Linked DNA regions of Mus musculus: all the other regions are linked to region 5. The links are chromatin contacts, called in public promoter capture Hi-C and targeted proximity ligation maps. All regions are on one chromosome and are shown on one strand. The core of a region is the stretch at or near the end of the contact, and the rest is flanking DNA. Distances in the headings are between cores, read along the strand shown. Region 1 holds the start of Ddb1 (damage specific DNA binding protein 1). Region 2 holds the start of Cyb561a3 (cytochrome b561 family, member A3). Region 3 holds the start of Rcor2 (REST corepressor 2). Region 4 holds the start of Fen1 (flap structure specific endonuclease 1). Region 5 holds the start of B3gat3 (beta-1,3-glucuronyltransferase 3 (glucuronosyltransferase I)). Region 6 holds the start of Tmem132a (transmembrane protein 132A). Region 7 holds the start of Rtn3 (reticulon 3).

The links. Promoter capture Hi-C pulls out the DNA fragments that hold promoters and counts their contacts. Capture Hi-C pulls out chosen DNA fragments and counts their contacts.
Region 1: a targeted proximity ligation map of kidney shows a contact between it and region 5, with 5 times the contacts expected there. A contact is called at or near these places in 6 of 39 promoter capture datasets (cranial neural crest, embryonic stem cells, hippocampal neurons and 2 more), 4 of 484 Hi-C or Micro-C datasets (embryonic stem cells and gonadal supporting cells), 3 of 130 datasets of targeted methods (craniofacial prominence, embryonic stem cells and kidney) and 1 of 9 other capture datasets (pancreatic islet).
Region 2: a promoter capture Hi-C map of hippocampal neurons shows a contact between it and region 5, with 3 times the contacts expected there. A contact is called at or near these places in 1 of 39 promoter capture datasets (hippocampal neurons) and 1 of 130 datasets of targeted methods (extraembryonic endoderm stem cells).
Region 3: a contact with region 5 is called in a targeted proximity ligation map of pancreatic cancer cells. A contact is called at or near these places in 2 of 39 promoter capture datasets (hippocampal neurons and pre-B cells) and 3 of 130 datasets of targeted methods (embryonic forebrain, pancreatic cancer cells and stem cell-derived neural progenitor cells).
Region 4: a promoter capture Hi-C map of the SN4741 cell line shows a contact between it and region 5, with 5 times the contacts expected there. A contact is called at or near these places in 3 of 39 promoter capture datasets (the SN4741 cell line, hippocampal neurons and stem cell-derived epiblast-like cells) and 1 of 130 datasets of targeted methods (embryonic stem cells).
Region 6: a contact with region 5 is called in a promoter capture Hi-C map of hippocampal neurons, with 4 times the contacts expected there. A contact is called at or near these places in 2 of 39 promoter capture datasets (the SN4741 cell line and hippocampal neurons) and 1 of 130 datasets of targeted methods (microglia).
Region 7: a promoter capture Hi-C map of liver shows a contact between it and region 5, with 2.3 times the contacts expected there. A contact is called at or near these places in 2 of 39 promoter capture datasets (cranial neural crest and embryonic stem cells), 1 of 484 Hi-C or Micro-C datasets (cerebral cortex), 1 of 130 datasets of targeted methods (astrocytes) and 1 of 9 other capture datasets (liver).

The regions. Positions count from the first base shown.
Region 1 is chr19:10,603,228-10,606,914 of GRCm38.p6, forward strand. Ddb1 (damage specific DNA binding protein 1) reads left to right here and starts at 2,370. Exons shown (of 27, transcript NM_015735.2): 1 at 2,370-2,539; 2 at 3,618-3,687. The coding sequence starts at 2,479. It overlaps Tkfc (triokinase, FMN cyclase), which reads right to left and starts at 1,031. Exons shown (of 17, transcript NM_145496.1): 1 at 941-1,031. The coding sequence starts at 943.
Region 2 is chr19:10,575,376-10,578,903 of GRCm38.p6, forward strand. Cyb561a3 (cytochrome b561 family, member A3) reads left to right here and starts at 1,782. Exons shown (of 8, transcript NM_201351.2): 1 at 1,782-2,708. It overlaps Tmem138 (transmembrane protein 138), which reads right to left and starts at 2,011. Exons shown (of 5, transcript NM_028411.4): 1 at 1,709-2,011; 2 at 1-136.
Region 3 is chr19:7,266,435-7,270,116 of GRCm38.p6, forward strand. It overlaps Rcor2 (REST corepressor 2), which reads left to right and starts at 1,845. Exons shown (of 12, transcript NM_001320554.1): 1 at 1,845-2,654; 2 at 3,331-3,387; 3 at 3,667-3,682. The coding sequence starts at 2,528.
Region 4 is chr19:10,202,197-10,205,974 of GRCm38.p6, forward strand. Fen1 (flap structure specific endonuclease 1) reads right to left here and starts at 2,197. Exons shown (of 3, transcript NM_007999.6): 1 at 1,899-2,197; 2 at 1,492-1,823. It overlaps Tmem258 (transmembrane protein 258), which reads left to right and starts at 2,006. Exons shown (of 4, transcript NM_026919.1): 1 at 2,006-2,068. The coding sequence starts at 2,066.
Region 5 is chr19:8,919,065-8,923,026 of GRCm38.p6, forward strand. It overlaps B3gat3 (beta-1,3-glucuronyltransferase 3 (glucuronosyltransferase I)), which reads left to right and starts at 1,329. Exons shown (of 5, transcript NM_024256.2): 1 at 1,329-1,584; 2 at 2,742-2,916. The coding sequence starts at 1,503. Gm36629 (a long non-coding RNA gene) reads right to left here and starts at 2,778. Exons shown (of 3, transcript XR_003952913.1): 1 at 2,686-2,778; 2 at 2,545-2,596; 3 at 1-2,253.
Region 6 is chr19:10,867,967-10,872,084 of GRCm38.p6, forward strand. It overlaps Tmem132a (transmembrane protein 132A), which reads right to left and starts at 1,813. Exons shown (of 11, transcript NM_133804.2): 1 at 1,573-1,813. The coding sequence starts at 1,660. It overlaps Tmem109 (transmembrane protein 109), which reads right to left. Exons shown (of 4, transcript NM_134142.1): 4 at 2,694-4,118. The coding sequence ends at 3,792.
Region 7 is chr19:7,481,938-7,486,015 of GRCm38.p6, forward strand. Rtn3 (reticulon 3) reads right to left here and starts at 1,354. Exons shown (of 9, transcript NM_001003934.2): 1 at 1,002-1,354. The coding sequence starts at 1,146.

The sequences.
Region 1 (3,687 bases), core at 1,120-3,619, 1.7 Mb after region 5:
TTCTTACGCACTAAGAGCCAGACCCATTTCTAAGTATGAATATGTCTAATTTAATTTCCCCAATAACCCTTTGGAGGTAAGATTAGTACAAACAGCAGAAAACTGAAGCACAACAAATGACTGTGCACAAAGTCACACAGCCAGCCAGTGCCTAGACCCTCCAGGTTCATCCCAGCCACATGCTGTTTTCCCAAGTGGCTGAAGTCACAGGCACAGGGTGGGGAAAGAGGGATCACTGAGTCTCCCTCCAAGAGATTCCCAATCATTCCTGCACCAGAGCCATGCCTGTTTCCCAGTAACACAAGGGAAAGGAAAGGCAAGAAAGGGGAGGTACAGACTAGGCCACTAGGATTCTAGTCTGATCAACACTGTGCGGCCAGGCCATGTGCTAGCAGGTCTTAGTCTGCCATACTGCAGATGAGGTTGGCGAGAGGAGAGACCCGGAGAAGTGAAGCCTTTGGCATAGTAGTAACACAGTGATGGGCACGAGGCTGAAATCGAGCCCAGATCTGTTCAAGATCAGTTTTAAAGCAAACCCCGGGGACACTGAGAGCCTCCCACATTGCAGTTCCCTGCTCTGGGAGCAGCCCACACATGCCCAGGCTGAGGAACAAGGGCCCGATCATTCCTCCAGGTTCCCTCCTTGACTAGCAAAGTGACTTATCACACAGCAAGTAACTTGTTGTTCTGATCTAAATGCGTGCCTGAGATCCTAGCCATAGGGGTTTCAGGGTGCCTCAGGTTAACCTCAGACCTGGCTTGGCCCAGTGCCCCGCCCACAGGAAAGGGAACGGGGATTAAGCTGGAGATACAAAATGAAATTCTTGTCTTCTGAACCCCAAGAGGCAGCATCGTCTCAGATGGGGACTAGAGAGAGTCCGGGTGTCCAGAGTGGGGTTCCCCATGGTCGTCCCTCTATTGTGGCTCCCACAGGACTCACCATGGTGGGAAAGTTCTGAAACAAGCTGAGCTCACACTTCTGCTCTGAGATGCCGCCGGGTGGACGGTCCTGACTGCTACCAGGTCTGAAGTAGAGACAGCAGCACCTGCAGGAGTGGAAAGGACTTGAGTTGCTGAAGGTATGGGCAGCCGATTGGCAATGTCATGCCTCCCGTGCCTGTGCCTTAAGAATTAGGGAGCTGCCTCAGACTTTGATCCAAGTCCAAACTCTAGTTCGTGGGCTAGGAATGGAGAGGAGCGTGGGGACTGACCAAAGTTCACACCCCCACTTAGCCAGAAGGCAGTGTTTGGAATCATGTCCAGCTTAAAGCTGGGAAGGAGAAAATGTACAAAGACCTTTACCTTTCTGGCTGGCCACACTAGTAGTGAGTCAGCTCTGTGATCCTATTTTACTTCTGGAACACAGACTGAAAGCTCTAGTGAGTTGTCTAAGATTGTGTTGCTGAGAGTTAGGACTTGAGCCCATGTCTAGTCTTGCTACAAAGCCTAATGTTTCCCCTTAGTCAACCAGTTTCCCAGAGTCAAGTCGAGTGCCAGCTGGGGAGGTACAAATCATCTTCAGTTCCACCTGGTTCAAACCTAGCTACACTGATCTCTGCCTCATTTGTAAAATAGGGAGTTAGCTCTCCTCCTCCGGCATTCTGGAGATGCTTCAGGACTAGGCTTCTGCTGCTCCTCCTTTGGGGTTGGGGACATGGAGGCTGTCTGATGAAGCCTGGGACCTGCATCTGCGGGGCTGATTGCACTAGTCACCTGGGTGTTTAGGCTCTTCCTGTGAAATTCCTGCGTTGTATTTGAGCTTAGAATTTGTATCGCAGTAGAGGCACTAATAGTGCTATCAAGTAATTTAGTGGAGAGTCCTTTCGTTTCTGGAGAAATTAAAAGAGGTGAGCAAACACACCCCCAGGTGATGTGTGAGGCTGGGATGATTGTTCTAAAGTCAGTTGAGGGCATTCGAGGGATCAGGAGGAGCTCGAAGAATTAAGCAAAGGAAAGCACGATTCTACTCTGGGATGTGCACAGATGGTCACCTCTTATCCCCAGTCTAGTCCTCCGCAGCCCTTCCTGTTTTAAAAGAGGGAAAACCCCGAGGACGCCTGGAGCTATGGAGGAAGGAAGGAGGCAGAATCTGAGGAAGGGGCGCGGATCTGGGCTGGGAAGCCAGCAGGCGGCCACTTAGGGCGTAGCAGACCAAAGAGGAGGCCAGTTCTGCCTGCGTACCGGTACTCTCGCTCTCATCCGGGTACTGCGACCTCTGGCGGTTAGGAGAAGGCGGGACCTCAGGGGGCGGGGCCTCGCTTGGTTGGCCGCCTCGGGCTCCGTAAGTCCTCCAAGAGGCCAGGTGAGGCCGTCCCGTGATCCTCTGCGCCTGGCCTCTCTGGCCTGCAACGTGTCTCAGGGGCGGAGGCAGCAGCCACGGAGTTGGCTGCGTGAGGGTGGGGGTTCTCAGTCTCTTCGCTCGCGCCCGTCTCTCTATCGTCGCTCTAGGCGCCCCACGGGCCAACCCAAGGCCTCAATATGTCGTACAACTACGTCGTAACGGCGCAGAAGCCTACTGCAGTGAACGGCTGTGTGACCGGTGAGATTGCCCCGGCCGGAGACCCGGGCAAGGGAGGGATCCCAGGCCTAGGGAGGCCAGCGGCCCCAGGGGCGGCGGGAGCAAAAACTTGGGCTCCGGGAATGGAAGGCGCTGGCAGTCGCGGAACGTCCCCCTTAGCTCGCGATCTCAAAGGAGCTGTTCCCACCACGCGCCTTTTGGGCAGCGGAAGCAGCTATTCTGGGTCCTTTTTTGCTCATAGGAGGTCACTTGTTATTGAGGATTGGTCCAGGCCTGATGGGACGGAGAGCGAAGTGTGAGTTGTGTGCGTGGTTGATTGAGTCTTCAAACTTGCCCCATGTGGTCAGGGGAAAGGGGAGATGATAATGGGGCAAGTTTTGAGTTCATAATTTTCCGGTGGATGTCCAGGAGGTTGAGGAATTTGAGCAATGTCTGCACCCCCCCCCCCCCGGCCCTCTCCAGACCCACCCTTTTGCCTGGGGCTGTTGTTTACTCCAGGGCGCTGCTGGAGAACAAGGTTTGGTTGGCCCGTCAGTGTGCGAGCTTTGCCTTGTTTGTGTGCGTGGCTCTTTATCGGCAGTTACATCCCAAACCAAAGAACATTCATCTTGAACTCATATTTTCAGCTACTTAAATTCGTGTATTTACGTAAATGCTAATCATTTCAGAACAAAAGTTTCTTGTTCAGAGAGAGCTACAGAGGGCTGGGTGGTGTTGGTAGATTGCTTGGGAGATAAAAGGACAACACTGAAGGCTCTGGGAAATTTTCTTCGCTTTATCTTTCTGGATGGGAACTCAAGGAAACACAGGCTTTCTCCATTAGCGTCAATTACAGTCTGCTGTTGTAATTTAGAAAGGAAAACCCAACAACCATCCGAAGAATTTTCGTGGTCATAGTTTGTTGAAGGCCAGGCTGTTGTTGCCCAGTCGACAGTACATTTTTAAAAGTCTGATTAAGACTATAGCTTTGTTGAGTGTGTGAAGCAAGACATTGAGGTGCTTCATTTGGTGAGGAGGCGAGGTCCTTAGGTAGATTTATTTAGAGGTACCTGAAAGGCCTATCCTCCAGCTTCCAAAGTTAGAGGCTCTCTTCTTTCAGGACACTTTACTTCAGCGGAAGATCTGAACCTGTTGATTGCTAAAAACACAAGATTAGAGATCTATGTGGT
Region 2 (3,528 bases), core at 532-3,031, 1.7 Mb after region 5:
TGATTTGTGGGACTCCCAAGGGTACATTCCACAGTTCCGAAGAAAATGACTACTGGTTTTCTCTCTGCCCAGAACTCCAGGAGAGATGTTTAGTTTTTCCAAATCGGAGCTGTTTCCTTGGCTCTAATGCAAGGACCTGTTTGGAGGGGAAAGAGGTAAGAAAGGGAGGAAGGGCAAGGAAGGCAATATTAGAAGTCTAGCAATAAACATTGGTATGCAAAACACCATTCTAGGTGATCAGGGTATATTAGTTAAAACCAATTATCAAAACAAAAACCCAGCTAAAGCCAGGCATAGTGGCACACACCTATAATCACAATATTCAGGAACCTAAAACAGGAGGATTAAGAGTCTGAGGCCAGCTTGGGTTATGAGAGCCAAGATTCTTCACCAAACAAGACAAACCCAAACCCATCCCAACTCCACCCCACTGCACCATAACTTGTCATTCATTCTAGAGACTCATTAACAGCAAATTTTTCTCCATGTCTGGATCCTTCTTAATGCATGGCGCTTTTTTTTTTTTTTTTGGAACCAGATCTTGCTATGTAGCCCAAGCTCATCTTAACTTCTTGATCCTCCTGCCCTGATCCTCAGGGTAAACCCTGAGAGCCTGTTCTACAGGAATTTACCCACACCTGACAAATACACAACTCTAACCAAGAATATTTAGGGTTACTACAGAGCAGTGACAGCCTGGTCACATAATAGTAGTAATGGTAGTAAATAAAACCCTTATATATTTCATGCAACACTCTAGGAACTGTTTCAATCACAGATGTTATTAAAATCTTATAATAACCTCATAAGGTAGAAAATCAATTCTTATTTCCCTCAATTCCTAGATGAGAAAACTGAGGCTCAGCAAAGGTAACTAATTAGACCAAGATTCCACAGCTGGTAGGTGGCAGAGTGGTATTCTAAGAGGCACTATACAACCAGCCTATTTCATAATTTATAGAGTGCTATCTAAGTAGGTGAGAAATATGTCCTCATAGAAATGGACAGTGTCACATACAGAAGGAGTTGAGAAGACAAAGTACTCTCCTAGAGGAACTTTATAAAGGTTATGACAGAAACACTGAGGCAGCAAGTGAGGGGAGCATATTTATAACTTTACTTGATCCCTGGACTTGAAAAGCAGCCATTTTAGTGCATATAACCCTCATTTTGCAAAGGTTCTGAGGGGTCCGGAACCCGTCCACCTTCCGCGGTGGAAAAGCCCCGTGGTTTTCTTTTCTTTTCTTTCTCTCTCTCTCTCTCTCTCTCTCTCTCTCTCTCTCTTTAAATATATGAATGTAACTTCTCTGGGCTTGAGTTTTCACACAATATCTCTCTAGGTACCAGCGCCATGATAATCTTGTTAACCAAGAGAATTTACTTTAATCCTCATAACAATCTGCAAGGTAGGAAAGAATTATCCCCTGGCTATAGGCAAGGACGCATAAATAGAGTCATTTCCTCCAGCTCGCAAATGAGTAGAGTCAAACGCACCACTTGGTAAGGCTCTACCAAGGGCATCCGTTAGGCAGAAACGCCCCTCGCTCTGGCTACGCGGTCGAGCACCCTCCAGTTTAACACGGTTTTCCTCACCAGTCCCAATCCGCTCACAGACCGAAAGGCCTCGGCAAAAGACTCATAGCAAAAGCAATAGCAACACAAAATTCTGACTTCCAGCCACTCTATGATCCCCAGCATCTACACGCACCTCAAGGAACCGACGTCGGTTGTCATGGGAACACTCGCTCGGCTTCCGGAAGCTGGCTTTAAATTCCGGAAGTAGATTGCTAATTGCCCGCCATGTTAGGGTCTTTGCTTTCTCAGGCTCTCCCTGTGACCGGTTCTTCTATCTTGCCTCGCTGAGGGCCGACCCTAGCGTGAGGTTGTTAACCCCAGCATTTCACCTGTCTCTGGACGGGGTCTGTGGTTAGAGACAAGGCTGATAGGACGCAGCGCTCCTAGGAATCGGACCGCTCAGGAACGCGCCCCTTAGCTTGCAAACCCCATTTCCCAGACGCCCCAGCTCACCCCCGGAAGTGGCCGAGCCTATAAAAATCTCACTTAGCGCCCTCTGTAGCGGATGCCGTGGTCTGCAGACTTGCTGGAAAGTCAGTTCTCCGAGGTTCAAGAGGAGCCTAGGGAGTGGCAGCTCTCGCTGACCGGCGGGTCCCAGAGACCTGCCCCCAAGGTGTCCCACTGTGTGGCTAAGGGTGGGATAGAACCCGGGCTGGGAGAGCCGGGTTATGGGTTCCAGTGGTGGTTCCGCCGCTTCCTTGCTTCGCTCTGTCTTACCTCGGCGTTCAGCCTATTTTTCCTCGTAAGAATTGGACACTTTTCCGTGCCCCTTCCATACCGCAGGTGGTGTTCGTAGAGGCTCTCACGCTTTTCAAAAGGCGTCTCATCTAAGACTTGCTAGAACCAACCTGACTAAAGGAGTCACCGTCATACCCCCCTTGCACCTGGAGTAAATCTGACTGTCCGAAGGACGAAGGACCGGTCTGTGAGCACTTGTGCTAAGGTGGACTTTATTCACACTCCTGAGTGGAATATTATTTGTCACTCACTCCTGAGTCCTGCCGTTTGGAGGGGCTGCCTTTGGAAATGAGTTCTGGGAACTGAACACAGGAACTGGGTGCCTGTACCAGGCTTGCCATTTGCCTGACCGAGTTACTCTTCTTTGGATCCCGGCGCTGCAGTACTTTTGAATTGTAAGATGCAGGTTTATAGGATTTGCACTCTAAATCTGGTCCCCAGAATTCTTAGTGTCCCTCCGTCTTTGAGGAGGAAACAACTAACTCTGCCCTTTGGTCTTTTTGTTTGTAGCTCTAACTTCTAAAAGTAACTGTGTTTGGAGTACAGCCTTTTCCTGAGAGTAATGGAAGGTTCACTTCTTAACCCAGGGACTGATTCTGTTTTAGCTCAGCCTATGAGAATCCTTTAGCCAGTGAATTGAGGAAAACATTAAATAGAGGTTCGGTACACTTCTTAAATCAAGGTAGATAAACTACACCCCATACATCTAACCCTGAGTGGCTTTTACATATTTAAACTATTGGGGCAGAGGGATCATATTGTGTGAAATGTGAAAATCATGTAAAACTTAGACATCAGTGTCTGTGGTGTTAACGAGGCACAGCCATGCTCATTTGTTGAGATACCCTTCCTGGCTACTCTTATATTACACCAGCCAAGAATGAATATAGTTGTGACAGAGGCTTCAAGCCCAAACAGCCTAAAGAGTCTGTGGACTCCCTCCTTGAGCATGGGGCTCAGCCAAGCAAGGACAGGAGACCCGGCAGTGGTGAGCATGTCTGGTGTCTTAGTACAAACTGCTCTCTCAGTGCAAGTGAGAGCGTAGTCTCAGCCTTTGCCTGCGTTCTTTTCCTTGCTTTTGCTATTTTAGGAAAAGAGAGGGCTTATTTGTGAACTGTAGACAGCAATGTAACTAACTTTCCGGCCTTCTGTCAGAAAAGTGTCCCATCTGTTCTAAGCCTGTGGCAAAGTGCTAGTCCAGGACTTGTAACTGGA
Region 3 (3,682 bases), core at 595-3,094, 1.7 Mb before region 5:
GGTCCCAGTGTGTGGGAGAAGTGGCCTCCAGACAGAAGGGAAGCCTGTGGCTTGGGATCCTCTTTAGGCCTTGTGCTGGCACACCTGGGGCAGCCCTGGAGGACGGAAACAAGAACTAAGCTTGATGCTTGAGGTCTTGGGGTCTTGGCCCGGGATCCTAGGTTCTCCTATGGAAGGAGGCAAGTGGAGGAGGGGGGACCCAATAGAAGCCTTGCCTAATGGGTGCCAGAAGCAAGAAAGACGCCATCATAGGAGAGTGTGGTGTGCACAATGGTTGCTAGCTAGGCAAAGGGATAGAAACAGGAGCACCTCACTACAAGGTACAGGTATTGGGGACAGGTCTGGCTCCCTGCCACTCATTTCTAGGGGCCACTGGAAGTCGCTTTGCCTCTTGGTACAGACCCCTTCAGCTCAGATTGCCTCTGGTTCATTTTTTCTTTCTTTCTTTCTTTCTTTGTCCCAGATCTCCCCACCCTGAGGCTTGGTGCCCAGCTCATGATTTAAGGGGAGGAAAAAAGGCCCCATAACCTTGGCCCAAGGTGTGGCGGGCAACGTGGCCGCTGACTGGGTGGCCCTATGTGGCCGGACAGTGCTGAAGTCGGGCGGGGTCGTGTCTGACTCTGCCAGCCGCAGGCAAAGAGCCCCCAGGAACAGGATGCCCCAGCCAGGTCGTGGCCTGACCACAGGACCCAGGCCGGTCGGCCACAGCCAGTGGGTAGGGGCAGGGATCCCCGGTTGGGGCCAGGGCTGCTTCTAAATTTAGGAATCTGATTACAGAGTGGCCAAGGAAGGGAAGGGAGAGGAGGGTGCGCGTGCAGGCTCGGCTCGATCTGGGCATAGCGGGTGTGCCCGGGTAGAGGCGTGTCCAGGAGTCCGGGCTCCCCGTGGGAGGGACAGCGGGCGGGGGCTTCGGCCTGTGTGAGCTGCAGCACGTGCCCCAGGCGGCGGGGACGGGCACAGGCGCAGCTCACAGGCTTCGAGCTGCTGCCGGTGAGTGCGCTGGCTCTTTGTGTGCCTGGCAGGGTGGCTGGGTCTGGCTTTGAAAGTCTCTGCCCACCCCCTCCCCCAACTCCGTCTGTGCCTCCCAACCCGCTTCCCTGTCTGTCACTCTGCCTGTGCCTGTCCGGGGGGAGGGGGGATGCTGCTTCCAGCTGGGGTGACAGTGAACCCAGTGAGGAGCTCGCCCCTTTCAGCCCAGAACTTGCCCTATTACCTTTCATACTCATTCCTCAATCTTTGATACTACTGTTTTGGGTGCAGACTGCAGCAGTTGAAAGACACTAGGGTGACCCCTGGGGACCCACAGACCTAGCAGAAGTCAGGTTCTAGCCCAGTGGCTCTTATAGAAATTCATCTTGCGCCTGTCCGGCCTCCCATCCGCTTTGGCCCCCAAGGGCGCATGAAGGGGGGGATCCCCCTGCGGAAGGGGGGGCAGGGAGTTCCTTGGCAGGAAGGGAAATGGAAGGAAAAGCTGGGCTCCACCCGGGCGGTCGGACAGGCGGCCTCAGGGCCCCCGGGGCAGGCCACAGTAACCAGAGCCCAGTAGTGTGTGGAACCGGTGTGCTTGTGGGTGGGGCTGACCCCGGGCTTCTCCTGGGGGGCACTGGGGTCTACCCAAAAGGGCCAAGTCTGAGAACTCAGAGACACCAAGGGTGCTCCCTGGGGGGGGTACGTGCGCCCCATTCCGGTCCTGACCCCACCCCCTGGAGGTCTAGCCCCGGCCCCAGGCCCCGCCCCCCGGGCCCTCCCTCCCACCCCAGGGCCAGATGTTCAGCTGGCGGAGGCATCGGCTGGGGGAGGGGTGCTGAGGCCGCAGCCGGCACTACTTCCCTGCCAGCAGCTTCATTGTGTGCGCGAGGAGCGAGCGGCGGCGGAGAGCGGGCGAGCGAGCGGCGGTAGCGCGAGCGCGGCGGGGCGAGCGAGCGCGCCGGGGAGGGTGCGAGGCGGCGCCCGCGGCTGCGCTCCGCCCGCCTCCCGGCAACTCTGCTCCAGCGCCGCACGCCGTGCGCGCCGTCCTGCCGCCGGGGCTCCAGCCGGCTGGCGTGGTTGCCGTGGGGTCGGGTCGGGCAGGGTTACCTCCGTTGGGGATCGGGGCATCCTCAGCGCAGCCGAGGGGCGCGGAGTCAGCTGCGGCGGCCACTGCGCGGTAGCCCTTGCTGGCCAAACAGCGTGGGCAGGCGCGCGGCGCGGCTCCGGGGCTCCCCGAGGGCAACGCGCCCCGACTCTCCCCGGGGGAGAACCAGCCCCGAGGGGCGCACGGAGCGAGCGTGCCCCCGGCCGCGCCGTCTCCCCCGTACCCCCACTTCACAAACTTTTCTGCCGTCCTCGCCCGTGGGGGTCGCAGTGAGCGTTAGGGCTGCCCTCCGGGGCCCCGACCTCCCGGACCCTAGCCACGCTGACCTCCTGCCTCTCGTAGCCTCAGTGGCGACCCCTCCAGGCCGGGCCAGGCGCAGCACTCGAGGCAAGCGCGGCAAGCTCCTGCGCTCTCCAAAGGATCCCGTGCCCCTCGGGGCTGCCGGGTAGGGTAATGCCCTCAGTAATGGAGAAGCCCAGTGCGGGCTCCGGGATCTTGTCCCGAAGTCGGGCCAAGACGGCACCCAACGGCGGACAGCCACACTCGGAGGATGACAGCAGCGAGGAGGAGCACTCTCATGGTGAGCCTGGTGGCCTAGGGTTAAAGGCGCGCTGGTCCGGGGAGGGATCATGGAAGGTGGAGGAGGGGGGGGGGAGAGTTGCGAACCACAGATGGTTTCTGCCGCTCCTGGATTGCAACCTCAGCCTTCTCGTGCCTGGTGTTGCCGGCACAGGAAATCTACAGGCTGGGCCCTTGACCACCCACCTCCCCTTTGCCCTCAGTCGTTGAGGGAGCTTAGGATGCCTCTCTTGGATGGATTGGGTCCTCATACCTTGCAGCCTTGCAGGGGACTGAGGTCTGATTGGACCAGGTACTGGGAAGATACCTCTATGCGGAGCTGTGAAGCTCATGTGGTGGGGAGGAGCCCCGAGCTCTCTGCAAGGCTGTGGTCCAGATCTAGGGGCAGCCCTCCAAGCTCCCACCCCCAGTTAGAACAAAGCACTTTGCTCTAGCCTGGGCTTTAAAAGTGTCCTCTTAACCTCCCCTTCCCCCCATGGCCATGACTAGGCAGGGTATGACTCTCCTAGTACCTTCTATCGGAGGGTAGCTGGGGGGCACTATCAAGGAAAAGTGAGTCTCCTGTATGGTGGGGGTCCCTGAGTGGTCAGGAAGGAGAACTCCAGATCAGCTACCTCCCCTCACTATATCCTCCCCCTACTTCCCTGGAGTCTTGACTGCCTCCCCTGGCTCCACAGACAGCATGATCCGAGTTGGAACCAATTACCAAGCAGTAATTCCGGAGTGCAAGCCTGGTGAGTGGCAGGACAGACATGGAGGGAGGGAGGGCGGCAGGGAGGGGTGGAGGCTGATGGCTTGGCCTACAGCCCCACCTGGGAACTCTTGGCTGGCTCCTGCTTGAGGGACAGGCGGTGGGCGGGGTGGGTGGCCCCGTGGCACTGTTACTTTTCCTGCTCTGCCTTCCTGTCTGGGTCTCAGCTCCTCCTTCCCTTCTGGGCCTCACCTCCTCGCTTGACTGTGTTGCTCAGTGGTCTCCTGTTTCTGTGAGTGCCTAATTCTGCTCATCCTTTCAGAGAGCCCTGCACGCTA
Region 4 (3,778 bases), core at 947-3,446, 1.3 Mb after region 5:
CCAGGCCAGCCTAGTCTACATAGTAAGTCCCAGGCCAGCCAGAGTTACATAGTTGAGACCCTGTCTCAAAAACAAACAGAAAATTAAGTTGGGAAAGAGAATCCATTTTAAACAAAAATATCTGCATTGTGTCAGTCAAGTCATATTAATGTGTTAAATGTACAATAAAAGGATTTTCTAATATGCAATTTATTAAGGTTATCTTGCTCGCCCAATGTTAGTGTGTCCACACCATAAGAAAGTCCTGTCAAGGGCTGGTGAGATGGCTCAGTGGGTAAGAGCACCCGACTGCTCTTCCGAAGGTCCAGAGTTCAAATCCCAGCAACCACATGGTGGCTCACAACCATCTGTAACGAGATCTGATTCCCTCTTCTGGAGTGTCTGAAGACAGCTACAATGTACTTACATATAATAAATAAATAAATCTTAAAAAAAAAAAAAAAAAAAAAAAAAGAAAGTCCTGTCAATTGTTCTAATTTGTTCCCAGTCTTACTTCACTGTGTCTTTTCTGAAGCCCAAGTGGCCCTGTATAGTCCCCTTCCTTCCTGACTACAAACACCTCAGCACACGTTACTTGTATAGCACAGAAGCCTAGTGAAGAGGCCTGCTTCTCTCTTTGGTCTTCTTCCTGCCCTCCTTCCTTACTTCTTCCTGGTTCGTATTACTGTGGTTCCTCTAAGAATACAAGCAGCAAAAACTCAGTCTTAAGGCTAAAGACTGTAGCTCTCCCTGGTACAGTGGCTTGCCTAGCATGCATGGAGTCCCATGTTGAATCCTCAGACCAGAAATCAAATAAAAAACTCATCCTTGAATCTGGTATTCTGTGTGTGGGTATAACAATGGGGACTGAGCTAGAGCCCTCACTCCTGCTAGCAAGTGCTCTACATCTTCAAGATTGTGTAACACAAGTCACTTCTGAGTTGTTAAATAAGAATGAATAACCATTTCTGCCTTGCAGAACCGGTCAACCAAAAACCCAGATGGAATACACACATCACCAGATGCCGTGCCATGTTCCCTAGTCAACCATATGGTTCACACCTCACTTACTACGTTGCTAGAATGAATACAGGCTATTACCACCCATCATGTCACACAGAGGGAAACCTGTTCTGTCCTGATAGTCTCAGTCCCGCCTCCACAGGACCTTCCAGATAGCAAAGCCTTAAATGAAATGGCTGCAGGCAGGATAAAAACACACCTAGTTCCCCTGCTCCCCACTCCCCAGAGGCCTACTGATTAATCACCGTATTAACTGGGCCCCACTGTTCTACGGAGTCTTCCAGACTTCCCTTCACCAGAAATGTCCTTGGGGCTTTTCCAACACCTGCCTCAGTCAGAAATACAAGAAAGCACTGTCTCTGGATGTCAGCAGAACATGAACCCATTTCCTTATTAAAGGCACAGAACTTCCCCGCTCCATACTCCTCACAAGGGCCCTAGGATGAACACGCTCTGGTCTCTGAGTCCTCACTGGAAGGAGGGTACTACCTTCTTCCTACCGGCGAAGAGGAATGTTCGGAGCAGAGCGAATGGCCCAAGCCCGGGCTGCCCGGTGCTGTTCCCGCGGCTCTGCCGCTTTCAGAGACGCTTCCGCGAGACCTCACCCCGTCTCGAGTGCACGAGCCTTAAGCAGCTAGCAGTGGTTTGGAGTCCACAGCGTTCTCTGGACAGTCCCGAGCCCGTTCTTTCAGTATCGTTCCCAGCTTCGCCGCCTTCCAAAGCCCGCGCTCTCGTCACGTGATCTGCCAGGCGCGAACAGCCTCCTGGGAAATGTAGTGTATGCCCCACCAGGTCCGATAGCAGCTTTCATAGTGGGCGTTCTTTCTGGGGAAAAAATGAATTAAAACCTAAACTTCACACCACCCTTTCCCACAGTCCGACTCCATGCTACTCACAGCAGGTCCGCATAGTCCTAGTTCCCGTTACTCCTGAGAACATGGGACTACAAGTCCCACAATGCCACGCGCAAGGGACCACATCCTTTTCCTGTTGCTCAGTGCGCTTGCTCCTGCCGACGTGTTCTTCCGGTGGCGGATCGGTGGTTTATCCTGTGCGGGGCAAAATGGTGAGATGATGGGAGTTAACGGACAGTGCTGTGGCCAGGACCTAGGGCTCTTGTGTGCCCGGTCCTCACCGCGTTCTTCCGCGGAGGCCTCAGTATGGAGTGCCCGGTGGGTGGGACGCCGCTGAAACTCTAGTTTGAGTTAGGGACGGGAAAGCAAGCCCCTTACCGTGTATTCCTCAGGCTGAGGTTTCCATCACAATGTGCTTATGATGTTGTTGACTATAATTCTGAAGGTCACAGGGTGCACTTTGAAAACCTTCGCGTTTTTATTTTTCTTTCTTATGATCAGTTATCTCTATCTGGAAGGATTCCCTTGCTGAAATCTTACTTATCCCGCAAGGCCCTTGTATAAATACCATTTCCTGGTAAAACACTTGTAACTCTCATAGGTACTTGTCTTGTCTTCTGGGAGCTCTCAGTCTGTACACACCTCTTGCCACGTTTCCTGGACTTCTTTTTTTTAATCTGCCACGCCTCCTAGTGACCACCATCTGACGTGCATCTAGTTCTGGGATGATGTCTATTCGTCTTTGTATTCCTGTTGCCCAACACTGGGCCTGCATTTGGAGGTTCCATAAATGGCAGCGATTGTCCTTGGCTCTTTTAGGGGGGAAGGGGGACATAATTGTTTACTGAATTGAATTCCTGTGTCTCCTAGAACAATGGGCTCAGTCTACTTCTCTGGAGTTGTTATGTTCTGGACTTTAGAAACATTGGCAAGAAAGTGACAATGGAAGTTAACATTTGTACAGAACTTTACGTTTATAGCCCTTTCACAGGGATTATCTCATCGTCTTCTCTGCAACTTTAGGAAGGAAACAAATACCTATTGAGCAGTTACTCTGTGCCGGGCAGTAAACTAGATGTGTCAACATTCATCTTTCTCCAATCATGCATCAGCCCTGTGACACAAACAGTGTTATAACTACTTAACTCAGACTGAGGATTCAGTAGGGCCAGAATTATCCCAATTGTCTTCTGCCAGGAGATCCCCGTGGCTCCCCCCTAAGGCAATGAAAAGCAGTACTCCTACATTAGAATTTGAGCTGTCTGTACTAGTGTAGGCTCCGGCTTCCTGTACAAATTAACGGCTTAGAGTCTGGACACAGATCCAAAAGCAGTGGGAATTGTGGGCAAGCGTTTTTCTTTAGGTGTCTTCCCCCAGACAGATCCATGACTTACATAGTGATCATTAGCTAGAAACCCCTAAGAGCCATTATCCTCTGACTCTTAGCTGCTCTTATCTCACTGAAAGTGGCTGCTGCCATTCTTTGTTGTTATTGTTGTTTGTTTTATTTCCCAGTGTTGGGGATCACACTTAAGACTTCATGCATGCTAGGCAAATGTTCTACCACAAAGCCTGCCACGTCCCTACTTTTAAGATGTGATGTAGAGCTAGGAGATGGCTCATGGGCAAAGGGTTTGGTGTGCAAGCCTGATAGCCTGAGTTGGATCCTAGAACCCACATTACTTTTTAAAATCCAGGTGTGGCCAGGCGATGGTGGTGCATGACTTTAATCCCAGCATTCAGAAGGCAGAGGCCGTCAGATCTCTGTGAGTTTGGGGCTAACCTGGTCTATAGAGTGAGTTCTAGGACAGTCAAAGCTACCCAGAGAAACCCCGTCTCAAAACCAAACAAACAAAAGCCAGATGTGGTAACCCCAGAACTCACACACCGCAAGATGGAAAATGGACACAAGAGAAATGTCC
Region 5 (3,962 bases), core at 79-2,578:
GAATTGCGGACATGTACCACTACCCCAGGTTTTTTTGGTGATAGAAACTAGTGCACATGCTGGCCAGTGGTGGTGTATGCCCCTTAAATCCCAGCAGAGGTAGACAGATCTCTTGAGTTTGCCTAGCTAGCAAAGTGAGTTCCAGAACAGTCAGGGTGGTTAAATAGAGAAACTGAAACCTTGTTTTGGGCGGGGATGGGGGTTTGGGGGTAGGGGTGGGACAAAGAAAAACTGCATATTAGACAAGCTACTTCCTGGACTAAATATGTAAATTGTTACATATCCGTGAATAAAGTATCATTGTTGTAGTGTAGACTTGGTACCCACTTTTAGCTCTGTAGTCACTTGCTGAAGAGAGGTGACCCTGAAGAAACTACAGCTCGTGGAGCGGAAAATCTAGAAGGAACTTTTAAAAATTGTCCCATGGTAATGACATAATTTTGGCCTAAAATTGGAAGGCTGATGAGATGGTTCAACAGTTAGAGCACCAAACCTGAGGTCCCAAGGCTAAAACTCCAAAGTCCTCTGGTCCTCACGAACATGTGTAACTGTTTTCAAATCCTATTTTTAATGATGATTCTTAAACACTTTAACCTCCCTTGTAGTCCACCACCCACCAGAGGTTGTGGAAAATGAAAGATACGGGGGATGTGGACATGTTTAGAAAGATTCTTTGGAGTAGCTTTTGTCTGTTGTCTGGAAATCTGCAGTTCACTTCACAGGCTAGCAGTGGCAGCTTGATCCACTCAGACATTTCATGAATCTATCAGCAGTTCAGTTCGGTAGAGTAGGGATAGCGAACACGAAGCAGCGGTGGCACAACCTAACAGACAACCAGGACAATCAGCACAAAGCAGGAGGGACCAGCAGGAATGCCATTAGAAAACATTTACATCACAACTCCTAACGGCAAAATTACAGTTTTGAAGTAGCAACAAAATGAATTTTATGATGGGGAGGATGCCAAATCATGAGGAACTGTATTAGAGGGTCCCAGTATTAGGAAGATTGAGAATCACTGGAAACGACCTAGCCAAGCACCTGGTGCGTTTTAGATTTCACTCATTGGTTGAACAAGTAATGAACAACCGTTTCTTTAAGCAGCCAATGCTGAGGCTGAAGGATGGTTGAGTGAGTCTAGAAAACTCAGTGACAAGGGTGGAGCTTGTGCTCAATTGGGAGCTTCAAGATGATTATAGAGCTAGGCCACACAAGCTCTTGGTCAGCCTGCCACGACCGCTTGACCCAGCGGATATAGCGTCAACGCCCTGAATGGCCTACCAGGAGGCGGGACCGGAAGCTGCCTGTGGGAGGGACGCCACTAGCCGGAAGTGGTCCCAGGTGTCGCTCAGAGTCCCGCGTTCCCGGGAACTAGTAAGGGAGCCTGGGGAAGGCGGGGCGCGGCCCGGGCGGCCGGGGCGGGGCCGGCGGGAGGGCGGAGGGCCGGGCGGACCTGTCCCTGCCGGTCCCGGTGGACCCCGCCTGCCCCGGTGGCACCGGCCATGAAGCTGAAGCTGAAGAACGTGTTTCTTGCCTACTTCCTGGTGTCGATCGCCGGCCTCCTCTACGCTCTGGTGCAGCTCGGTGAGCGGGGCGGGGCGGGGCGGTGTGCGGAGGGCCGGCCCAAGGCGCTGGGGATGAGACCCGCAGACAGCGGCTTCCCGCTCGCTCAGCCCTCGGGACAGCCCTCGGTGACCCCTTGTGTAGAACTCTCGGCAGTCTGCAACTCCGCGGATACCGGTCAAGCCCCAAATGACCCCGCCGCCGCCAAGCAACCTATTTTCCACCCTCCCCTTGCTCTGCCTCTCAGACCGGCTTGCTGATAGGTTTTTGAGAACCCCCTGGTTCATTGTCCCCTCCAGCTTTTGACCAGCTGTGCTCTCCCCACCTCCAGGCCATCTATTTCTCATCCTGGTTTTAGGCCAGATGTCACATCAGGACTTCCCTGACCACCTTAGCTCAAGTAACCCTTATTAGTCTTGATCTCTTTTAATTTTCTAAGTGGCCCATATCACAATTTGTAATGACTTTATTAGTGTCTACCTCTTCCACTAAAGTAGCTAGGGAGTAGGGACTGCCCCCCCCTTTTATTCAATAAATATTTGTCGTGTAATGGAATCTGTGAACTTACTGACAAGTCAGTGGTCACGTGACCACGGAGCGCCTTGAATCCAGCCTTTTATGTGGGAGCTTGGTAAACGCTTTTCAGGTAGTGCCATTACAGGAGAGCCTCTAGTTCAGACTGTTATATTCCTTATGTGTGGAAGGTAAAATTAGGATCAGAAGGTAGAAAGGACAGAAAGGCTGACAGATAATCGTCGAAATGTACTAGTGAAAATAGTGGCAGGGCTGAGGGTGTAGCACAGTGGTAGAACACTCACAAGTGTAAGGCCCTGGGTTGGAGCCCCAGCAAAGAAAAATAGAGTGACAGATGGAACTGGTTAAAATTGAAGAGTTGAATGTTGTGGCACACCGTTTGGGAAACAGGTCAGTGGGTTAAAGGTCTGAGGTCAGTCAGCTTGGAGCCATTATAGCAAGACCTACCTTAAAACAGTAACACAGTAACAGTGAAAGGTGAAGAGTCTCTGACACCATTCTAAAAAAAAAAAAAAAAGCAAGTTACAAGGGAATTTCTGTATTGGCTAGGAATTAAAAAGAATTGGCCTGGGTTTTTGAACTACTTACTATCCTGTGGTTCTCTGTCACAACTTGCTCACCCTGTTGGTGCTTCCTGGTACCAGGCCAGCCTTGCGACTGCCTCCCTCCGCTTCGAGCTGCAGCTGAGCAGCTTCGGCAGAAGGACCTGAGGATATCCCAGTTGCAAGCTGATCTCCGTCGCCCACCCCCTGTCCCAGCCCAGCCCCCTGAACCTGAGGCCCTGCCTACTATCTATGTCATTACCCCCACCTACGCCAGGTACGGCTCTGGTACACTCAGGAGCTCTGTATTGAACAGGAAGAGGGTTAATGATGAATCTGGGGAGGCACTGAAGTATGGGGTGATGCTTAAACTAGAGCTTGCCAAATGTTATGAAAAGTGATCCGCATCTTTAGTCAGGTTTGTGGGAAAATGTCTTTTTCCTTTAAAAATAGACAAAGGAGTATTAGGAAGTAGATTACCGAGTTATTGCAAAACTTTAACGACAATTAAGTGTGAAAGAAAATTTGAGCTTGCCATTGAATGAACTCTTCTTAGGAATCTTTTGGTTAGACTGTCTCAAAGCTAACACACACACACAAATACTCAACAACAAAACCAACAAACAAACAAAACCCCAAAAATTTCTGATTAAATTTAGAAAACAGGGCTAAGCAGGTTTAGTCAAATCCTTCCTTCCTTCCTTCTTTCCTTCCTTCCCTCCTCCTCCTCTTTCTCCTCCTCTTCTTCCTCTTCCTCTTCCTCCTCCTCTTCCCCCTCCTCCTCTTCCTCTTCCTTCTCTCTCTCTCTCTCTCTCTCTCTCTCTCTTTCTTTTTTAGAGTCAAAATCTTGTTTAATACTGAGAAAACCCATTTTGAAGTGTGGTTTGGGACCAGCAGCCAAAAAGCCCTTCTGTCACCATGTCTTCAGCATACCTTCCTGGACTCATTAACTTACACCACCAGCAGCTCCTTGAGCATCAAACTGATGTTAACCACGAGGAAACCCAAAAGAGGCAAACCACTCACTCCCGGTGCATAGCTGGGCAGAGATTGTGTGCATCTTTAATCCCAGCATTTAGGAAACAATGGCTGGAGGATCTCCTCTAGAGTTTTAGGCCAGCTTGGTCTATGGTCTAGGTAGTCAGTTCCAGGCTAGCCAGAGCTTCACAGGGAGATCCTCTCTCAAAATGAAGAAACAAATAATGTTCTCATTTGGAGAATGACTGGGATTTCCTCTAAAACTCCTCTCTGGGAGCCTTACCACAGAAAGAAAAGAACCTGGCCTGTAGGGTTTCATTTTTAATTTTTATTATTTATTTATTT
Region 6 (4,118 bases), core at 563-3,062, 1.9 Mb after region 5:
GTAAAAAATGATGTATGAGGGTTCTCCAACCTGCAGTGGACCTGAGAGGCCAGTCAGGATCTCACCACCTAGCTACCCAGCCGTTCCATCCAGGGCAACCCCAGCATGCCATGTGGCCTTCACACTGTGCCCCCACCCTCCTTCAGGGTCAAGAGTACACCCTGCCTCCTCGAGGAAGCCTTCTGTGGTCATTCAGCCCCTTGCTGGACACCTTGTTCCGGCTCTGCTTGCTGCTACTGCTTTTCTAAGATGGGGAACAATCCTCCCGTTTCTCCAGAGTACCTGGAACCCCAAGTGCAGTCCATGGGCTTGGCTCTGCTGCCTCTCCTGTATTATGTGAACCCCAGGCTCTGTCTTACTCATTCTGTAATTCCCATGACTCTCCCTGAAGAGGTTTGGGGGATAAGGGGAGAGATCTGACTTTATGCCCTAGCTCTACTCCATGAAAGATGGGCCAGTCACCAGCATCTTGGAGCCTGGGTTTCCTTCCTCACTGGTACAAGGGGTGGGAGTATTTCATAACCCGGTGAGCAGGGGAGGGTTTTGGAAGCTTGGTGTAGATCATACTGGAAGTGAGATTGTTAGTGAGCCAAATGAAAAAGCTTTCCTTCCCTCACTGTGGAGGGGTTATTAGGACCCCCACTGGTTCTGCAGGGTTTGGAGCAGGTACCTAAAAGAAGTTCCAGAACCAGCTCTCTCAGCCCCACAGCTGAGCTGGGACGGCGGGGCTTTTCTCTAGAGTGCCCCCCCCCCGCGCGCGCGCCCGCGCACCAGTATCCCTAAGGGTAACAAGTGAGTGACTGTTGTTGGTCCTTAGGGTGGCTCCGGTCCACCTTCTAATTCAATGTTTCCATAATTACAAGATGCTCAGTAGCCTGACTCCCACGGACTTCCATGGTCTCCCATCACGGAGAATCCAGCCCTCTTGATGGGGGCAGAAAGGTAGAGACTACTTCGCCATCTCCCAATTCCCATAACATCTTCCACCTTTCAGCCCCAGCTTATGGCAGGCACGCGGTAGCTGCTGCCCCTTTCGTACTCAGTGATGGGTGCACCCACAAGGGCTCGGAAAGGCAAGGCTGGGACTCTCCCAGAAGACTCCAATGTTGGAGATCTCCTTGGAACAGGGAGAGAGAGGGGGAGAGAGAGAGGGGGAAAGGGAGAGAGGGGGGGGGGCAGAGGCATATCTCTCGGGTCTCAGGCAAAGAGCCTGTTTTGCATTCCTGTGACTAACCAGCGGGTTTCTGGGGACTAGAACTGCAGGTTAGGAAGAGGTGGTGCACGGGGAAGCAGGGCAGCCGGGTTAGATGTCGCGGCTGGAGAGGGGCTCGCAGAGGAGTTGGGACCGGGCTAGTGAAGATGGGAGTGAAAAGACTTTAGGAGCATCTAGGTGGTGCACAGAGAAGAAAGCCAAAGGGCTGTTGGCTGGGAACCGGTTTCCCAAGGTTAGACCTCTCCAGGGCATCGCTCTAGGTTTAGTTCTAGAGTCCAGTGGCTTGGGGGCATCAATGGCGCGTGGCCTCGGACGGACAGGGCCAGGTCGCCCCTCCCCACCCCTCCCTTCCCTCTGACCTCTCACGACTTCCAGGGCGAGAGCCACCAGGAGGCAGAACCAGGCACCGTAGGGCCCCCGAGGGGCCGCAGCCTTGCGTTCAGTCATCGAGGCGCACTCCTTCCCACCAAAGGAGGGTAACCGGCGCGCGGCTCAGGTGGCTGCAATCTGTCCCCACATCTCCCGCGCCCGCTCCGCGCCAGCCGCTGTGGCCAGCTAGTTCCCTGCGCCGCCGGCCCGCGGCTGCAGTTCCCAGACAATGGAGCAGGAGCAGTGGGGTGGGAGGGAACGCAGGCACATGGGCTGTCCCCTTCGCCCCGCCGGGTCCTAGTGCCCTGCGGATCCCAAAACCCAGAGCGTGGCCCCGTGCCTAGGGTGCCTAGGATTGGAATAAGGCAGCGTCCCTGGAGACTAAGCAGATTGATGTCCTCTGCCAGGAAGCACAAGGTGCGTTCTGGGATTCCTCGTGGAAGCCGATGATCAAGGAGAAAAACAAACAAAACCCGTTTCCTCTGCCTCATACCCTCCCCACAGGCATCTCACCTGTGAAGGCATCTAGAATTCAGGGACATAAGAGAACAGAGCTGCTGGGGCAGAAAAGGAGAGGCCAAACCAGGCCAGACCACCTTAGGCCATCCGTGGAGGCAGCTTGTCTCATGCCCAAACCTATCCCAGAAAGAGTCCCTAAGGATGAAGGGTGTAGGCTGGTCAACCCTTCTGAGGGAGTCCTGACTCCCAGTGCCACCTAGCCTTGCCCTCAGGTAGTGTTGGGAGAGGTCCAGATTTGGCATCTCCATGGCAACTTAAAGAGGAAAAAGAAACAGAAACGTGCCCGGGCCTTACACAAAAGAGCAGAACCACCTGGAGCCACATTGAGAACCTTATTCAGTAAATTCCTGAGTCTGGGAGGGAAGCCAGTTTTTCCAGGTTCCCCAAGCTAGCAATATAAGCACCCTGCAGGAAGGGGCAACTTCAGTCCCAACAGAGCTGCCAGATCTGCAAGCTTTCCAAGAGAGTGCATGCCTCCCTCCAGAGTCCTAGGGGGAAAGGTACCAGGTACATCCTGCCTTCCTGAGCCCTCCCTTCCTCCCAACAGATTTCTGCTAGAAGTCCAGAAGGAAGAGAGTTTGTCAGCAGAGACTTTTGAGTAAATACATTTTATTCAGAAGAAGATAATAAAATAGCATGCACTTTAAAACCACCAAGCGCTGATAAAAACATATCACTGCAGCCATGATTCCACATCAAACCTTCAGTAAGAATAGGCATTTAATCTTCACATCTTGTGCTGGACCTGGCATGGGTCATCTCCCTCCACCAGGGACCTAAAGGCCAAGGCCAAGGCCAAGAGTGAGCAAGTGGTGGAGAGGGGTTAGTGGCAGGCTCACTCCTAGCCCTGCAGAACAGATCAGGGCAAAGCCGTGCCCTTCCCAGCTACTGGGACACAACACTGACCAACGCTTGCTTCTGGATGGCAGAGAGTGGACAGGGGTAAAACTGCAAGACAGCAGGTCCTCCTGCCCTTTTCAAGGTCCCTGAAACCCTCAAGGGAGATTCGACAATCCCAGCAGGGCCGTTGCTTTGTTTGCTGGAGTGGGGATTCTGCAAGGGGCTCACTCTGACCACGAAGTAGCCACAGCACACTTTCCCACATTCAGTGTGGCAAGGGGCACCTGGAGGGTGCTGCTGACTCCTGCTAAGGCACTTGTAACAGAGCATAGATGCACAGGCCTCCAGGGACCCTTTCCTCCCCCTTCATCCTTATCTCCAATCTCCTACCCCTGCCCATTGCAGTGCAATGAGGAAGACAGAGAGGGCCGCAAGGGACTTGGGATGGTAGTGTGGCTGGGAGCAGGAAGAAAAGAGCTGGGGGGGGGGGGGGGGAGTGGTCAAACAGGAGCTTCAGCCTGGGCAGGCCTTGTGTAAGGAAGCAGCAGGTTAATCATCACGGAGATCAGCGGGCAGTGGTGCTGGCTGAGAGCAGAAGCCAGGGCTGAGGGCTCCAACCTGCCCTGGGGGAGGCAGGCTGGGAGCACAGAAGGGCAGGGAGCCATCACTTGACTGAGCACCGGCAGAGGACAGGTTCTCTCCTCTCAGCCAGGGGCTAGCGCAGGGGTAAAGGTGTGAAGGTTCCGGACACAAGGCAAGGAAAGGGCAAGGGGGCTGCAAGGAGGTCCGTGAGACCCAGAAGCAGCTCAGCTCTTTGGTACGGTGAGGGTGTCTCTTGGGGACGCCCTTGTCACTCTTCTTCCATGCTCCTGGGCATCTTGGCTGCTCGCCTCTGCCTCCCTCTAAGCTCTTCTATCTGGCGCTCCAGCCCTCTCACCTTGGCTTCCAGGTGGCTCCCTGAGCTCCTGGAGCCAGTGAGCCGGCTCAGCAAGGCAAAGAGAGTTAACAAGGCCAAGAGCATCAAGGCCCGGGTAGATGGGTCGGGCACAGACCTCACCAGGGCCACAAAGCCAGCGACAAAAAGAACAAGTTTCAGACCCCCCAGGATCCTCCCTAGCAAGGCCAAGACCAAGCCTAGGAGCAGGGACAGCAACCAGTAGATGACCAGTGCTGCTGC
Region 7 (4,078 bases), core at 104-2,603, 1.4 Mb before region 5:
CAGTCAGCTCCCACCAGCAGGCAGACTTGTATACAAAAGAAACTAAAGGAGGCCGCCAGCGTCCCTCCTAGTCTTTTCACACACAAGAGAGAAGGGGGTTCAAGCAGCCCAGGCTTTGTCTGAATTCTTTCCCCTGCAGCAATCGTTCCCTTTTGTTATGCTGCTATTGAGAATAGGCCATCGAAAACAAGAAATCAAAACATGGTGATGGCTTGGCAAGACTGTATTTATTATCTTCTAGAATATAGCAACTGACTGCGTGTCCCCACCCCCACGATGCACCACCGGTGAAGAGCCGGCTGTGTTGCAGATGCAGCCAAGGATCCATCTTGGACTATCAGCAGCTCCCTCCCAAATCTTCCCATGCTATTCTCATCACGCCTCATCTACCTCAGAGTCTCAGAAAAAAAAAAAAAAAAAAAAAAAAATCTGGCATTCAGTTTAGCCAAAAACAGTAACAGAACTTCCTGATCCTTCTGGCGAACAAAAAAAAAAAAAAATTTTTTTTTGGAAGGCTATATCATCCATTTAAGATTGTGTCAACCGGTCTGCAAACCTGCAACGCCACCTTTTCCACCACTACCCCTCTCAAAATCCTAGCGACTTCATTTCTCCTACGTCCCACCTGTCACAATCCCCTGAGGCTCGCTAATCCTGCTCTAAGTCACCCCCACCCCCCGACCCACCCTAGGGCTCTCGGGCCTCCAGCACTCGATCCATTGGGTGCACATAGCCTTTCTCCGTTTTCACCCCACTGCGGTGCCCTCCCTTGCAGGGGGTCAGCGTCAACGCCCACTCTAGTTCACCACCCCGCCCCCAACCTGTTTTCTTCACACCCCGTTATTTCCTCACCTCGGTCCTTCGCTCCCCTCCCCCTTAGCCTGTTCCTCAAATGCCCGCCAAGAGACTAAAGCCGCCCACGGCCCAGACAGGTCGCTCGCCCCTTCCCGGAGACCCAGTAGCTCGCGCTCCCCAGGGACCAAGCCCCACGCGCGCCTCACCCGCACACGAGGAGCCGCAGCTCTTCGCCCCCAGGGCGGGGCAGGCTCCAGGGCTCCCGCCGCCGCCGCCGAGAGCTGACGGCTCGGCCCCGGAGGACGACGAGGAGACTGACGGGGACTGAGTGGCCGCTGACGACTCCGCCATGGCTGTACGAGCAAGGGCGGGAGAAGGGTGAAGAGAGACGTAGGGCGGGAGAGTGGGAGGGGACACAGAATAATCCAGCAGCTGGCTCTCCGAAGTTCCCGGCGACGCCTGTTCGGAAGACTGACTCCGACAGACTGACTGACTCAGCCGAGCTCCGCAGGGAGAGAAGGAGTGCGAGCGCGCATGCGCACAAAGAGCCTGGACGCGCGGGCGGCGGCCTCGGAGGCGCGCAGCGACGCAATGCGCAGGCGCAAGAACTGTCCCTCTGCGCTCCCGCAGGAAAGGACGCAGTGACTGGGCCCGCGGGTGGGGCAGGCCTCTCGGGGGTGAGGGGTAGGGGGTGGGGGAATGGGGGAAAGCCTGACGTAAGGGGCGTGGCTAAACTCTAGAACCGGCCCGCCACTGCAGCCCCTGCTACAGATTAACCGTGCCCAGTCTCCCCACCTTCCACTTGTTTATGTGAATGTTTTCTAGCTGGCAGATTATGTTTCTTTATGCCTTCATAAGCTACAAATTTTTTATTATAAATCCTAATTGATGTCTTTGCCTGATACGTACCAGCCTGTGACTCCAAAGAGTACAATATTTAAAGACCCCCCCTCTGTAATGTTCTTTTTGAATTATCTGGTCGTGTCGTAATATCGCCCCACCGAGGCAGGCATGGTACAGTCCCATGTTTGATAGGTGGAGAAAGATGCTAAACAGAATGAGAAACTATTACTCATTCCAATCACATTGCAATGCAGGCACAGAATCGGCTTCATATTTTTATCTTGTTTTTCTTCCCAAAGAGGCTTCAGGTTGTCTTTTCTCTGAGCTATGTTCTGAGCTACAAAAAACATACTTTGGAAAATAAAAAAGAAGCTGCCGAGGAAAGGAAAACCAGGAGAAAACGTCTTGGTTGGGACTGGGGGAATGGAGTGGACATGAAATGAGGTATTAAAAATGAGGCACAGATACTCATAATACTGAATTTTATTCATGTCCTAAGATGAGTCCCCCAAAAAATGACATTTGAAACTGGACATCAATTTATGTCAAATTTTGTTCTTTTTAAATTTTAAGTACATAATGATGATAAAGCTGTGGGATTTGATGTTGCTAAGTAGCAATCTATGACCCAAAGTGCAATTGCAGATTCAGCAAATTCTGTAAAGATGCTAACTCACAGAGGGAGCGCTAGGCAAGCAGGCTGCTGCAGATGGGGAACAAGCTGTGGACCGCATCTGTCCTAGACAGTTTTTTAAGGTCAAATAAAGCTCAGATAGCATCTTGGTTGTTGCAGTGTTCTGAAAACGATCCAGGATATTTCCCAAAATGACTCTGGAAAATATCTTACTCTGTCACTCAACGGCAGGCATCAATTGATAGTGCAGCAAACTGTCCCCCGATGCTGTTGAGTGCCAGAGAACGATGGCAAAGGGAACTGTATGCCAGTAATCAGGAATCCAATTACTTATTTTGGTGAATGCTTAAGTATTTTTTTCTTAAAGTCTATGTTAAAGTCAGGCATGCTGGATAGTTCTATGTTACCTTGAAATCTGAAAAGAGGGAACCTTGATTAAGAAAATGACTCCAGCCAGGCAGTGGTGGCACACACCTTTAATCCCAGCACTTGGGAGGTAGAGGCAGGTGGATTTCTGAGTTCAAGACCATCCTGGTCTACAGAGTGAGTTCCAGGACAGCCAGGGCTACAACAGAGAAACCCTGTCTCTGGAAAAAAAAAAAAAAAAATGACTCCAGGGCTGGTGAGATGGCTCAGTGGTTAAGAGCACTGACTGCTCTTCCAGAGGTCCTGAGTTCAAATCCCAGCAACCACATGGTGGCTCACAACCATCTGTACTGGGATCTGATGTACTCTTCTGGTGTGTGTTTGAAGACCGTTACAGTGTACTCATATAAATAAAATAAATAAATCTTTAAAAAAAAAAGAAAAGAAAAAGAAAATGACTCCATAAGATCAGGTGGTGAGCAAGCCTAAAGGATATTTTTCTTAATCAGTGATCAATGGGAAAGGGCCCAGCCCATTGTGGGTAGGAGCATCCCTGGGCTGAAGATTCTGGGCTCTATAACAAAGCAGGCTGAACAAGCTAGAGAGCAAGCCAGTAAACAGCACTCTCCACGGCCTCTGCATCAGCTCCTGCCTCCAAGTTCCTGCCCTGTTTGAGTTCCAGTTCTGACTTCCTTCAGAAGTAAGTAGAATAAACCTTTTCCTTCCCATGTTTGTTTTTTGTTTTTTGTTTTGTTTTGTTTTGTTTTTGTCACTGTTTTGATGCAGCAACAGGAACCCTAACAAAGTTGTACCAGTGTAGTGGGGTCTTATGACAGACTGGATCATGTGCCCTAGCTCTTCCCTCTTGGAGTATGAAAGTGCTTATTTTTGATGTTACAGGAACCCACAGTTGAGAGACTTTAAAACGTTTTTAAAAAGAGATTTTAGAGTTTTACAGAGAGTTTGGATTTTAAAAGAGACTGGGTATTTTTTTTTTTTTTAAAGACTGAAAACTTAATGAGTGAATTTGTAAGGCTGTGGGACTTTTTCTTTTTTTTTTTTTTGTTTTTTTTTTTTGTTTTTTGAGACAGGGTTTCTCTGTGTAGCCCTGGCTGTCCTGGAACTCACTCTGTAGACCAGGCTGGCCTCGAACTCAGAAATCTGCCACCACTGTCCAGCCTATGGGACTTTTTAAGTTTGTAAAATGTTTCATCCTGTGATGTTTATATTAATGTGTGATCTTGGGGAAGAAAGGAAAGGGTATGACTTCACAGTGATTTGTGTGTCAAGTTGACTAGGGTCAGTTGTATTGGATATCCTAAAACATCAGGTGTGGCAGCACAGGCCTGTAATCCCAGCACTCCGGCAGTTGAAGTTTAACGAGGAGAAGGGGGCTTGAGGCCTTATTTTAGGACTAACAGGAATTCAGTAAAAATTTTT